Regions from separate parts of the Capra hircus genome. Here region 2 is linked to region 1. Evidence: chromatin contacts called from public Hi-C data. All regions are on one chromosome and are shown on one strand. The core of a region is the stretch at or near the end of the contact, and the rest is flanking DNA. Distances in the headings are between cores, read along the strand shown. Region 1 holds the start of DERL3 (derlin-3). Region 2 overlaps ZNF70 (zinc finger protein 70).

The links. A called contact is a pair of places that touch in the nucleus more often than the background predicts.
Region 2: a contact with region 1 is called in a Hi-C map of blood, with 2.7 times the contacts expected there. The contact joins the enhancer-like site here to the promoter of DERL3 in region 1. A contact is called at or near these places in 2 of 5 Hi-C or Micro-C datasets (both in blood).

Annotation. Positions count from the first base shown.
Region 1 is chr17:96,388-102,876 of ARS1.2, reverse strand. It overlaps DERL3 (derlin-3), which reads right to left and starts at 1,844. Exons shown (of 7, transcript XM_018060911.1): 1 at 1,701-1,844; 2 at 1,489-1,551; 3 at 1,324-1,397; 4 at 1,104-1,197; 5 at 508-703; 6 at 16-106. The coding sequence starts at 1,793.
Region 2 is chr17:153,241-159,608 of ARS1.2, reverse strand. ZNF70 (zinc finger protein 70) reads right to left here. Exons shown (of 2, transcript XM_018060915.1): 2 at 5,495-6,368. Among named protein-coding and RNA genes, the nearest start is that of ZNF70, 14 kb to the right of the region's middle. Within about 2 kb of position 3,443, at least 1 of the 5 cell types and tissues checked has an H3K27ac peak or open chromatin away from gene starts, as enhancers often do.

The DNA.
Region 1 (6,489 bases), core at 595-3,094:
GCTGTCAGCACTCACAGGAAGCTGGGGGTCAGCAGCAGCCTCTTGCCTCCAGGCTGGTTGGGAAAGACGTCCTCCAGGAAGTAGTAGACATGGCCCACCGCGATCCCTGTGGGAGAGCCACCAGTGCTGAGTGAGGCCACCCGTCACAGCCCTGAAGCCCCCAGAGCATGGGTGTCCGATGCCCTGCACGGCCGGCCAGCCCAGCGTGGGGCCAGGCTTGGTCCAGAAGTGGGCAGAACCTGGGAGGAGGTCAGGCCTGAGGACATCAGAGGAACTAGAGCCGTGAAGCAGGCGCCCTGAGCCACCCATCCCCACGAGGTCGGGCCCCACACAAGTGCCAGCGAATGGGTCAGGCTCGAAGAAGGAAAACTGATAGGCTGGCTTGCTGGAGGGGCTGGAGGAATGGGGGTGCCCGGAGTGGAGAAGAGCGGTGGGGGACAGGGAGAGGACCAGGGCTCTGGCCCAGCACACCCAACTTGGGGCGGGCTCCCTAGACAGCAGGCTTACCCAGCAGGTCCACCAGGATGGAGTTGCCCAGCAGCATGGAGAAGCCCATGAGCGCCCAAGGCAGGAATGGCGCCTGGAAGGTGAGGAGGCCAAAGAAGTTGACCCTCACCCCAGGGCTGCGGCGGCTCCACACGTACACCAGCATGGCTGTGAGGGCCTGGCCCAGGAAGAAGAGGCTACCCAGGAGCCCCAGTAGCTGGGCCAGAGTCAAGGTCTTGTGCCCTGCCCAGGGCCCCTCTGACTTCCTAAACCCCTGAAATCAAGCTAGTTGGTTTCACTTCCCACTCTAAGACCAAGTCGTGGCCTCCAGGGGCCACCTGATCCGCCCTGCCTCTCCACCTGACCCCAGCTCCCGGGCCCAGCCCTAGATCCTCCTGGCTACCTGCATTCAGGACTCAGCCCCTGGGCACCTTGCCCTGTGGTACTTTGGGTGTAGCCCTGGAGTTCGACAGGGGCACCTGCAGCTGAGCACGGGATTTACGCTCCAAAGCACCCTCAGCTCGGGGGCGCAACTCTCCCTCTGGGCCGGCGCTCAAGCAGGGCCGCAGGGCCAGCACAGGCCCGGACCCACAGGTCCCCGAGCCCTGGAAGGATACAGTCATCAGGACGCCCCCGAAGAGAAACATGAAGACGAAGTCGGCCGTGCGGCCGCGGAAGGAGCCCTCCTCCAGCATGCGGCAGTAGCGGAACCTGCGGCTTTGGTATAGGAAGCGTGCCCCTTGGAAGGGCTCAGCTTCCCCAGGCCCGCCGCCTCCCGCCCAGTCCTCCGCACCCCGCCCCCCCGCCCGCTCCCGCCTCCACCACGGCGCAGGATACACGAAGAGCATGTTGAAGAAGAAGCTGAATCCCAGGGGCCCGAAGAAGAGGAAGTTGGTGATGAGCCTCCAAACCTGCGTGAGGTGCGGCGGGGTGGGGGGCGGTCAGGCCAGCTCTGGGCGGGAGGGGTTGGGCCAGCAAGTGCAAGGGGCGGGGCGGCCTCACCTGGAACTTCCGGAACACGAGGTGCGGGTTGAAGTAGAGCTGGAAAGGACTGAGGAGTTCCAGCTGCTGCGGAACCAGGAGATCTTAGAAACTGCCCCCCGACCCACCCACCCTGGGGGAGCGGGGCGGGGGGGGGGGGTCCAATCGTAACCTTGGCAACCCCCGGGGGCGGTTACCACGGCGGCGCTCCCCCACCGCGGCTCCCGGCTCACCACGGCGGCGGTGGTGAGGACGCAGGCCGCGGTGTACGTCCGCGTCACCGCCGGCACCTGCAGGAATTCGGTCGCCAGCCCCTGCCACGCCATGGACGCTTCCGAGGCATCGTGGTCGGCCCGCCACGCTCTCTTAACCCGCCTCCAAGCCCCGCCCATCCGCCTTCAGCCAATCCGCACCTGCGGTGGAGCGCGCCCGCGGCTGGAAGGCGGGGCCCTGGGGCAGATAGCCAATAGGAAGAGATAGCGGAGGGACGGGGGCGGGACGGGGCGTGGGCGGGGCGTAACCCGGGGCCAATGAGCAAGCCCCACGATGGAGCACGAGGCGCGTGTTGTGGTGCCCTCGGCGGTGGCGCGGGAGGTGTGGCCAATGAGGAACTGAGCCCTTAGGGGACTTAGGGGCTGCCGGTAGCGGGGACACCTTGGCCCACCCTGCGGGCGAGGCTGAGGCTACCAGCACTTGTTAGAGGGGGCCCCCCGCCCCCGTGAGGCTGAGGGGTGCGGCCTCGCAGCCTCCCGCCCGGCCCACCACCCGCCGTCCAGCCGCTTCCTGGCCTCCACCCACGCAGCGTGGGTGGGGCATGGGCGGGGCGGAGCCTGGAGTTGGACCGCCCTGCTCAGCCACCCTACCTGGGCTGGCTGGGGTCCCAGGCTGTCCTTCCCTCTGAGAACCAGAGCAGGAGGGAGACGCTCGGCGGCTGTGTCCAAATCTCCCTGCAAGCCCAGGCCCCGCTGAAACTGTCGGTTCCTTTGGGAAGCCCCAACGAGGGCCGCCAGGGGAGGGGCAGAGTGGGGACCTGCGGCACTGGTGAGACAGAAGGTGCGGAGACCGGCTGGCGCAAGTGGACAGGCTGGAGAGAGACTCGTTACTTGGGTGGAAAAGAGAAACTCTATGTATTCCTTCTAATAAATACAGTCTCTAGTTTATTGAGCATGGACTGTGTGCCAGGCACTGTTCTGGATGCTTGGAGACACGGTGGCCAACAAAAGATGCTATCACTCCCGGTGTAGCCAAGGAGACCGCGGGGTCAGGGGCTTCTGCTACGATGAGAACTAGTGTTTGCAGGACAGTGATGGTGATTAGAGTCAAGTGGAGGCTGGAGGGTTGGGTAGCGGGCCCCCTGCCAGATGGGATGATCTGGGAAGGCTCTGTGAAGAAGTGATGCTTGATTGTCACTTTAAAAAGATGCCTGTGGCTGCTGTGAGGACAGCAGAAGGCCAGAGGAATCCGGGGGCAGGCGGAGGATGCCAGGGATGCTGGTGGCTCGGGCAGGGCAGAACCTGGAGGACCAGGAGGGACGGGATGTGGGTTTTGCCAGCAGACTAGATGGAGCTGTAAGAGAGAGTCAAGGGTGACTTGAGGGACTGAGCCACAGGGGAGATGGAAGGCAATGGTCTTTCCTGAGCTGGAGAACGCTTACGGGGGAGGGCAGGCGGATGGAGCATCCTGTTCTGGCCTCACTGAGTCTAGGGGATCTATGTGACATCCGCGTGGAAAAATCCACGTGGCAGAGAGGCCAGGCAGGCGGCTCAAGTGTGGGTACCAGTCTTCAGTAGACCAATGGCCTTTGTAGCCTTGGGCCCGCATGAGATGCCCGAGGCGCGAGGGCAGGCCCAGCCAGCTCCACCCTCACGAGTTAGAGAGAGAAGGTGGACAACCAGGGAGGCTGCTGCAGAGACAGGACAGGGCTGTAGGGGCCAGGCGGTGGGAGGCCCTGGGGCACGTAACCTGGGAAGTCTGAGATGCGCAGCCTCGCCAAGGGCCCTGGGTAACAGTGGCCACAAGGGAGAGGAAGTGTCCAGACTTTTACCAAACAGGAGCTCAACCTCAGACTCCAGTGTGGCAGGTGAGGGAAGCCCTGGGCTGGGCCCTGAGTCCCCCCAAGGAGACCAGAGTGGAGATGACCAGCCAAGACGGTTATCTCTGATGGATCACGGGAGGGCTAAGAGGAGTCCCTGGGGAGTGCTCTTGGAGGTCCACTTGGGAAGGGAGGGGGAGGAAGAGGCGCGCGGATGAAGGGGGGTTGTGCATTTGGTTCAGGCATGAGGAGAGTTCAATCTGATACAGCAGGAGTCGGATCAAGGCGATTGGGAGGCTGGGCAGTGGGAGCAGGCTGAGAAACCCCCGCTCAGGCAGCCTCCGTTTCCCAGCCGAGCAGACCTAGGTCAGGCTGGAGGTGAACTTGGGGGAGCAGAGCTCACCCAGCTGGAAGTATGGCTGCAGGCCAGGGATCCAGGGCCTCAGACACCCCAGCAGGCGCCCGCCAGGCTTGAAGGAGCCGGTGAGAGGGGTCAGGCTTCCTGTGTGCATGGGGAAGGGGAGGCATTCTGGCCTGCCGGCTGTCAGCAGCAGGGGCTGGCTGGCCCTCTGCAGGGGTCAGGCGGGGCTAACGGAGGGGCCGTCGTGGGATAGAGGGCCTGTCTCTCCCCTTCGACGGGGCCGATCAGGCAGGAGCCTGGTTTGCGGCTGAGGAAGCACACTCCTGGGAGGCTGGGAGCCCCGGGTAGGGGGCAGGACGTGCCGGGGACAGCGCAGGTTCTACTGCAGACCTTCCGTCCTGCCTGGAGGGTCCTCTCCTGGAGAGCCCGGGGGTCCCCAGGTGGGGCTCCATAGGAGGCAAAGCAGGGCCTGGGGCGGGCCATTGCCACGTGTCCAGGCTTTCCCGCCCAGCAGCAGGCCCAGGACAGGCCGCTCTGGAGGCACTGGATCCGCGGCTCCCACCCTCGGCGCCTCCAGACGGTTCATTACAGAAAGCAGCCCCAGGCTCCACACATCCCCGGGAGCCAGGCTGACCCGGGAAGGTGGCGTGCTGGATGCTGGCGGCTTCTACCTGGTCCGTCTGTCCTGGGCAGCAGGGCCACCGGGGGAGAGGCCTATGTTCCCTTGCTGGCCCGGGGCTCCTGCCTGCTGCAGAGCAAGGAGCCCAGGGTGCCCAGGTCTGGAGACCCCCCTTCCTCCCGTCCTACAGGCGGGACAGCACCCTCTGCCTGCCCACAGTGCCCTCTTTCCTCTCAGGGCTCCCACACCAGGAGAGACCCTCGCGAGCCCCCAGCAACAACCCCGAACCCGGGGACCGTCCCTGCCCACCCTCCCTCCCACAGGGAACCCTCCAGCCCTCCCCCCACCCCTGAGTCAGCGTTCCTCTCCTGGGACGGCCCAGATCTGACTCCTTCGCTCGCTCACTCCCTTCCCTACCATCCTCAGTGTTCCCTTAAAAGAGAGAGAGGGAGGGTGCTGGAAATGCCCCCCACTCCAGGAAGCCTCCCTGAAGGGACCAGAGCTCACCTGCCTTCTCTGAGGGCCCCATGCACTCAATTTTTAAATGTTAGTTTATTCCGAACGCAGCACAGGCCCGAAGCAGAGACACGGTGAGTGCTGGGGGCGCGGAGTCTTCCTGTGGATGACTTCCCCCCACCCCCACTGCTGTGGGTGGGCCTCACCGCAGCTCCAGCCCGCGCCCCCAGGAGCAGCTGGGTCCCGGGCGGCCCTTCCTGTCTGGGTCACGGGATATTTTTAGCACTGATTCCGGAACTCACTGGGTAGCAGCTGCTCGTGGCAGGAGGGTAAAACGGACACAGTCCAGGTGGGCTGCGCCAGGGCTGCCCAGCAGAGGGGGCGACCGCGGCCTGGCCTTCTGAGCCTGGTAGCAGACTCGACCTTCCGGGAGTTTGAGGGTCTATGAGTGGGCTGGGGAAGGCAGGGGGGCTGTCAGGGTGGAGGAGGAGGACAGAGAGCTCGTGCAAAGGTCCTGAGGCAGCCAGAGGAACAAAGGTGGGGGTGGGGAGGGGGCTGCACGTGCTGAGAGGCTGGCCCACCGGGCCCTGCAGGCTGTGCTCTCCGTTCTGCGGGCAGCAAGGAGCCTCAGTGGGGTGAGGTCAGATGGCGGCTGGCTCTTTGGAGGAAGCCGCGGGTCAGAGAAGATGGCCACAGCCTACAGTTACAGGCACTAGACAGAGAGGGTGGAAGGATCCAGGAGGCAGGAGGCACAGACCTCAGTAAGCGCCCGGCCCGGTGAGGGAGCTGAGCCGGGTAGGGCCAGGCCCAGTTCAGAGACTGAGCCGCCTGCCGCCTCTGGGCTCCGGTCACGGAGTCCTGACAAGCGGCTCTGCGCCCAGCCTGCTCCCTGGCTGAGCAGTGGGCCTGGGGCTCCCCGCCCGGCCCTCGGTTGGCTGGATGAAGCGGTCCCTCCCCAGCTGCCGGGCCAGCCTGACCCTCAGTGCCCAGCTGTCAGGACCCTCGGCAGGTGCCCGGCGCTCCCGCTCACCACCGTGACCACTGCCTCCAGCTGGCGCCCGGAGCAGCTGGCAGGGCCTCCCCTCCTCCGCCCGGGGCCATCTTTTGGAAGAAGATTATCTGCTTGGCCAAGTCAGCCAAGTGGCAGGGCTGGGGATGCGAGTTCCTGGAGACACGTGTGTCCCCGCGTGGGTCTGCCCCCCACCCCTGCCCACTGGGCTGCATGTGGGATCTGGTCCACATGAAACCTAAAACCACCTGTCCCATGGCCTCCTTAGCCATTGCCGGCCGGCCAGGACCTCAGACAGTTCCGGCCTGTGGTCTGGCAGTGACCTGGAAGGCCAGGGCCACCGTTCTGGAGCCTTTGCCCAGAACCAGTGACTCAGCGCTCAGAGAGGCTGGGAGAGGCCCGGGGCGCCACACCTCCGTCCTGGCTTGTCCCCCCCGACAGCCCTGCTCCACACCCGGGAGAGGGAGCCCCAGGCCGGGTGCGGGAACAGGAACCCTGCGCCCTCAGGTCCTCTGGAGACACCGCCGCAGGCCCTGCCGCCAGTT
Region 2 (6,368 bases), core at 2,194-4,693, 55 kb before region 1:
TCTAGGTTGATCATAACTTTCCTTCTAAGAAGTGAGCGTCTTTTAATTTCATGGCTGCAGTCACCATCTGCAGTGATTTTGGAGCCCAGAAAAATAAAGTCAGCCACTGTTTCCACTGTTTGCCATCTATTTGCCATGAGGTGATGGGACCAGATGCCATGATCTTCGTTTTCTGAATGTTGAGCTTTAGGCCAACTTTTTCACTCTCCTCTTTCACTTTCATCAAGAGGCTTTTGAGTTCCTCTTCACTTTCTGCCATAAGGGTGGTGTCATCTGCATATCTGAGGTTATTGATATTTCTCCCGGCAATCTTGATTCCAGCTTGTGCTTCCTCCAGCCCAGCGTTTCTCATGATGTACTCTGCATAGAAGTTAAATAAGCAGGGTGACAATATACAGCCTTGACGTACTCCTTTTCCTATTTGGAACCAGTCTGTTGTTCTATGTCCAGTTCTAACTGTTGCTTTGTATACATTCTATGAAATAATATTTTTCTATAAATATTGAAAGTCTTTCAATATATTTAAAGTGTCTGGAAATAGATCTAAGGGCATACAAAAAATTAAATATTAATTAAAGAAAATCTACTGAAATTTGGCAAGAGCAGGGACAGTCTGTCTAGAGCATCTCAATCATGACCTGTTTCCTTCCTCCCGTTCCCAGCCCAACATGAGGAACCTCCACTCCAAGCAGTTGCGGAAAGAACACAGGGCACCCTCTCCACCGAGCTCCGGGTCAAGGTCGCATCGTCCAGACATTCTCCCCAGGGGAACTACTGAGAGGTGAGATCTCCGAGCCGGACCCGAGGTTTGGCCCGCGGGTGCAATGCCGCGGTCCGCCGGCAGACGGTGCTCGAGGAACGCGAAAGACAAAAGCAACCATAAAGCGCCTTTGCTTTCCCGGTTTCCCTCCCTTCTGTCGAGCACAGGAGCCAGTGATGATGGGAGGATGGCCCCGTGTCTGCTCAGCAGCACTGACGGACCAGTTCAGCAGGCGCTCAGGCCCCACTCTGGCCACCAGGCGACTCCTTCTGCAGTAGACCAGCCCTGGGCTCCCACACCTTCTGGCCCGTTGGGGGCTACTTCTGTGCACCAGCCCGGGCCACGCCCTCCAGGCTGTCTAGCCCGGGGCCAGGTAGGTTTTTCCTGCATCCTAGGACCTGGAATCGGCCCTCTGTCCCAAGACTTCACCTGATTTTATGTGTCACCCCAGATCTCAGCACCGATGGCAGGATAGGTGGGGGTGAGGGCGGCCCCTGAGATGGTGACACTGCGGGTCGTGATCAGTCAAATCCATTCCGCCTGCCCGCTCTAATCAAGGGCGTTTTAAGACTTGAACGTCCTCCAGTCACGAAGCCAGAACCATAAAATACCCGCCCGGGTTGCTGTCTAGAAAGCCGGACTCAGCGGCGTCTAGCTGGAGCTGAGCTTAGGACTGGAGGGACCGCTGACCCTCCCACTGGGCGTGGCCGCGTGTCCCTGGAAGCTCCGCCCCAGCCCGCGCTGCGAGCGCAGAGGCGGAGCTTGGGTCCACCGCGCGGGCCGCGGTCCCCGCACCTTGTCCATCGCTTTCCGCAGGCTCCCCGCGCCCCGCGCCACCTGCTGCTTGGTCTTCATCCGTGAGCCCCAGCCCCGTGCCCGCAGGGAGGCAGATTCCAGAGCGGGCTCTGGTCTCCTTGCCTGGTTGCCTTGTGGATGAACCCGCTCTTTGCTGCAAACCTGGCATCTCAGTATTTTGGCCCGTTGTTTGTAGGGGGGACAAAAGGTTCCCTAACAATAGTAAAACCATTACATGTGGCATTCGGAGTCCCCTCACCGCCGAATCTCCCTCACCACCGAATCCCCCACAGATTGCTGACCACCACAGGTTTGTCTTTGACTCCCTGCAATGGTGAATCTTCTAGAAAACTTTGGTCTGGCCCAGGCCTCCATTTCCCAGATCCCTGAAGGGACCCCAAAACAGCCCCTCTTCCGTGTCACTTCACTGCTGACCAGCAAGCCTGGGCGGAGGACGGTGCTGAGATGCCTCAATACGTCCTTTAGGGTCGCCCCTACATCTGCTGAGACCGCTGCACAAGTCCACAACCAGGAGGGCAACGCTGGACACTGACCTGGGAGGGACACGGGGCCAGAGGCCCGGGGAAGCCCGTGTCTGGACAGCCCACAGCTGACCCAGCCCAGGAGGACGCGATGCCTGTGGGCGCGATGCAGGCTAATAGCTCTGCCCCTGAGCCGACACGCCCCAAACGTGCCTCCAGGTAAAGGACCATCATCGTCACTGATAAAATATGGCCCAATGACTCAGAACACCAGGCTGAGATCTTTCCACACTAGAGGGCGCCAGAGACCGCGGGGGTCGCACCCGGGCTCCCGGGGCTGCCGCAGTCTGTCCGCCAGGGGGCGCGAGCGCTGGCCATGCGCTGGCCCTTCCGGTCAGCTGTGATGGGCATAGAAGGGTCTAGTCCCAAGGGGACAGTGGGCTCTCGAGGTTAGGGGTGCTCCTCACCCCAGAGGACTCAGAAAGTTGGGAGTCAAGAAACAAAGGCTTTGGGCATGAACTAATGAGTGACCAGCAAAAAAAAGATACTTTAAAAATAAGGTAGATTAGATTTGAAGATTATGCAGTATTGGGGCCGTACTTAGACTAAAAAATTGTTCACTGGGCATTCTGTGTTTTATCTGCCATCCCGCTCATGAAAGATGAACAAAAGAGAACCGCGAGGACTTTTGTCTTTTTTCTTTGCTCCTTATTGTGTATGCGTTTGTATTTATCAACCACGTTCTTTTCTTCTCAGTATTGCCTTATGTAGGAGCTGTCAGAGGTTAGCAGAATGTTCCGTGGAACTGTGAGTGGATCTGAGGACGAATTAACACAATTGGCTGTGATTATAATGACTCTTGGACGGAGGGTGCTATCTCGGGGTCAAGGATGGGGCACCCAAAAGGACACCGAGGTTTCTGTGCAGCTAGTGTCATGCCAGGCTCTGCCAGCAGATGGTGATGGAGGAACGCGCAAGGCCACCGCGGCCAGAAAGCGCTTTTCCCGCTTTCCTTCCTTTTATTGAGCACAGGGGCCAGTGACGGTGTGAGGATGGACCCGGGTCCGCTCAGCAGCAGCGCTGACCGACTGTCTAGGACACGTGTGGCCCCCATCTCAGCACCCAGGCCCCCCCTTTGGCAGGGTAGGTGGGGGTGAGGGCGGCCCCTGAGATGGTGACACTGAGGGTCGTGATCAGTCAAATCCATTCCGCCTGCCCGCACTAATCAAGGGCCTTGATTAGATTTAATCAAGCCTTTAAAAAGTCTCACATGTCCTCCAATCACGAAGCCAGAACATAAAATACCCGCCCGGAGTGTTCTCTAGGAAGCCAGACTCAGCGGCGTCTAGCTGGAGCTGAGCTTAGGACTGGAGGGACCGCTGACCCTCCCACTGGGCGTGGCCGCGTGTCCCTGGAAGCTCCGCCCCCAGCCCGCGCTGCGAGCGCAGAGGCGGAGCTTGGGTCCACCGCGCGGGCCGCGGTCCCCGCACCTTGTCCATCGCTTTCCGCAGGCTCCCCGCGCCCCGCGCCACCTGCTGCTTGGTCTTCATCCGTGAGCCCCAGCCCCGTGCCCGCAGGGAGGCAGATTCCAGAGCGGGCTCTGGTTGGTCTCCTTGCCTGGTTGCCTTGTGGATGAACCCGCTCTTTGCTGCTAACCTCAGCATCTCAGGGTTTGGGTCTGCTTCTTGAAGGGGGAAACACATCAAAACTGGTCCAGTAACAACAGTAAAACCGTTACACGTAGCACTCACCCCTCCATCCCCCACAGATTACCGACCACCTAAGTTTTTCTTCGAATCCCTTCAATAAAGAATCTTGGAGGAAGCTTCCGTCTAGCCCAGGCCTCCGTTTTCCAGATCCCTGGAGGGGCAGTGGGGGAAAGATTATAATATAAACAGAAGTCCCGGGTCCAGGTAGAACCCAATCACCATTCGCTACGGGGAGGGATCCACGCCTCCACAGCAGATCAGGCTGGTCGTCTGGGGTGGCCTCTATCGAAGGTTTCACGGGAAACTGCCTTCCAGGGACACAGCGCAGTATTTTGCCTCTGGCCCCTCGAGACTCCGGGGCTCACCTCCCCGCTCCCCTCCCGTCCTCCGGGCTCTGCTGGCGCTTCTCCGGGCCAGGCCCCAGCACCTGCAGACAGCCAGCGGCCCAGGGGAGAGCAGGAGGCATGGACCCAGGCCGGCCCACCCTCACGGGGTTGGACCAGAGGGGAGGGGCCAGGCGCGAGGACGCAGGCAGCTGCTCTGGGATGGCCTTGGGGGTAGGGGTAGCAAACGTGGGTGAGTCTCCAGCCTCAGCCCCACCCGAGTCCTGGAGGCTGGGTGAGCGTGTGGCCTGTGGTGTGGAAGACACCCCCCTCAGCACCCCCAGACCACCTTCTGACCTGGTTTCCTGGTTATCAGACACTGACAAGGGGGCCCCCAGAAGAAAGGGGCTGCCCCCCTCCTCTTACCCCCCAAAGGTGGTGCGTGTCCATGGTGCACACATCCAGATACCCGTGATCCCGGGGAGCCTCCGCGTGGCCCCAGGAGCTGCGCGAGAGGCCGTCTGGTTTCCACCTGGGCCGAGGTGACTGAACCCCCTTGCCGCCTCTGAGAAGTCCTGGCAGCTCTAGTGGGGGCTCCTGCCGCCCACTGAACTGTCCCCCAGACCCCGCGGTGGCCGGCTGAGCTGATCCGAGACTACTGCTCGAGAGGTAAACTCCTGCCCTCGCTTCCCTCCCGCCACAGGAGCGGCCAGGCCGGCCCCCTTCTGGAGCCTCTGCAGCTGTGACGGTGGCCGGCCCTCGCCACAGGAGGGCCAGGGGAGAGAGGGGCAGGCGAGGGGACCATCCTGGGACAGACAGGAGGTGGGAGAGGGCCCCCGTCTCCCACACGACTGTGTGGGCTCCCTCACGCAGGGGCCTGATCTGTGATGTCTAGCTCTTTGCTGCATCTCGTGGTATTTGCTGAAACTTTTCTAGAATGTAATAAAGCACCACGTAACACTCCAGGTTATGCTGAATGATCTGTGGGAGTTAGGGTAGAAAATGAAAGCAATGTTTCAAACGCTGTCGGTGTGAGAGTCATCTGTGCCCTCAGGCTGCCGGGCAGGGGTGCACTCTTTAGTCCTCCAAGCCCCACGGGGCTGGGCAGCGCCATCACAGCCTCCGTGTCACAGCCGAGGTCACTGAAGCACCAGCCTGTGACGTCAGGAGTGGACTCAGGACAGAGCCCGGCACTGACCAGACCAGGAGGAGGGGCAGGTGTGCCCGATGGTGGATCTCTCGGCGGCCTAGACGGGACGCTCCACACTCGGACAATAACTCACAGAGATGGGGCGGGGATGAGCATGACCTTTGGGGGTTAACCGCGCCAATGCAATACTAAGCTGGAAATAAATCATGCCTCACTCTAAACAGTCACGTTACGAATAGAACTTCTTATGTAAGAATTACAGAAAGAGTCAGAAAGCAAACTCCAATAATTTGCTGTTTATAAGTTACAGACATATAGCAAAAATATATACACAAATTTTAAAAATAAAATGCCAAGCTAAATAAACTCTCGTGCAGATGCAAATTTAAAAAAAAAAGCAAGGGGTTTCCGTTATGATGTTTGGAAAAGAGAAGTTGAAGCTAGAAGCATTAAGAGGCAAAGAGGGCGTGCAAAGGCACCGGTTTTCAGTTCATCTCTGCTGAACAGACATCTGCTCCAAATACGGTAATTACTTGATCGTGTGCACCCTGTCCATCAAGGCAGCGGCATGACTAACAGAGCGTAAGCAGCACGCACAGAAGAGAAACTAAGGCAAAGCAGAAATACGTGAAGAAACGCACAAAGCCAGACTTCGATTGGACCAGGAAATGAGCGCTCTTAACCACTGTGGGGTCACAAGGCGCTTCAGGGGCTACAGGCTTCCTCCCAGAATAGCCCATCCCTGCACATACCCACTCGGCTTTGCTCGGTCCCCGGGCCCACAGCCCCCGAACCCCGGCACGCTCACAGGCTGCCAGGCGTCCTCAGACCCTGCAGGAAAGACAAGTTAGAGCAAGTGCGGACTGGAGCAAAATAACATAAAGATTGATGCAACGACCTGAACTAACAGAGTAAAAACACATTTCCTGAGGGTACACAAGTGCTGTATGAAAACTGACAATATGTTCAGGCTCAGAGAATTTCTATGGACGCTTAGAAATACTGACACCACCACATACAACAAGAAGTAACAGCAATGTCTTAAGCAGTCATCACTGGGATTAGGATTAGGATTAATTTTAAAATACTAATTTTTAATTAGTATTAAAAATACTAATTAAAATAATAATAATGGGGTCAAAGGGAAAT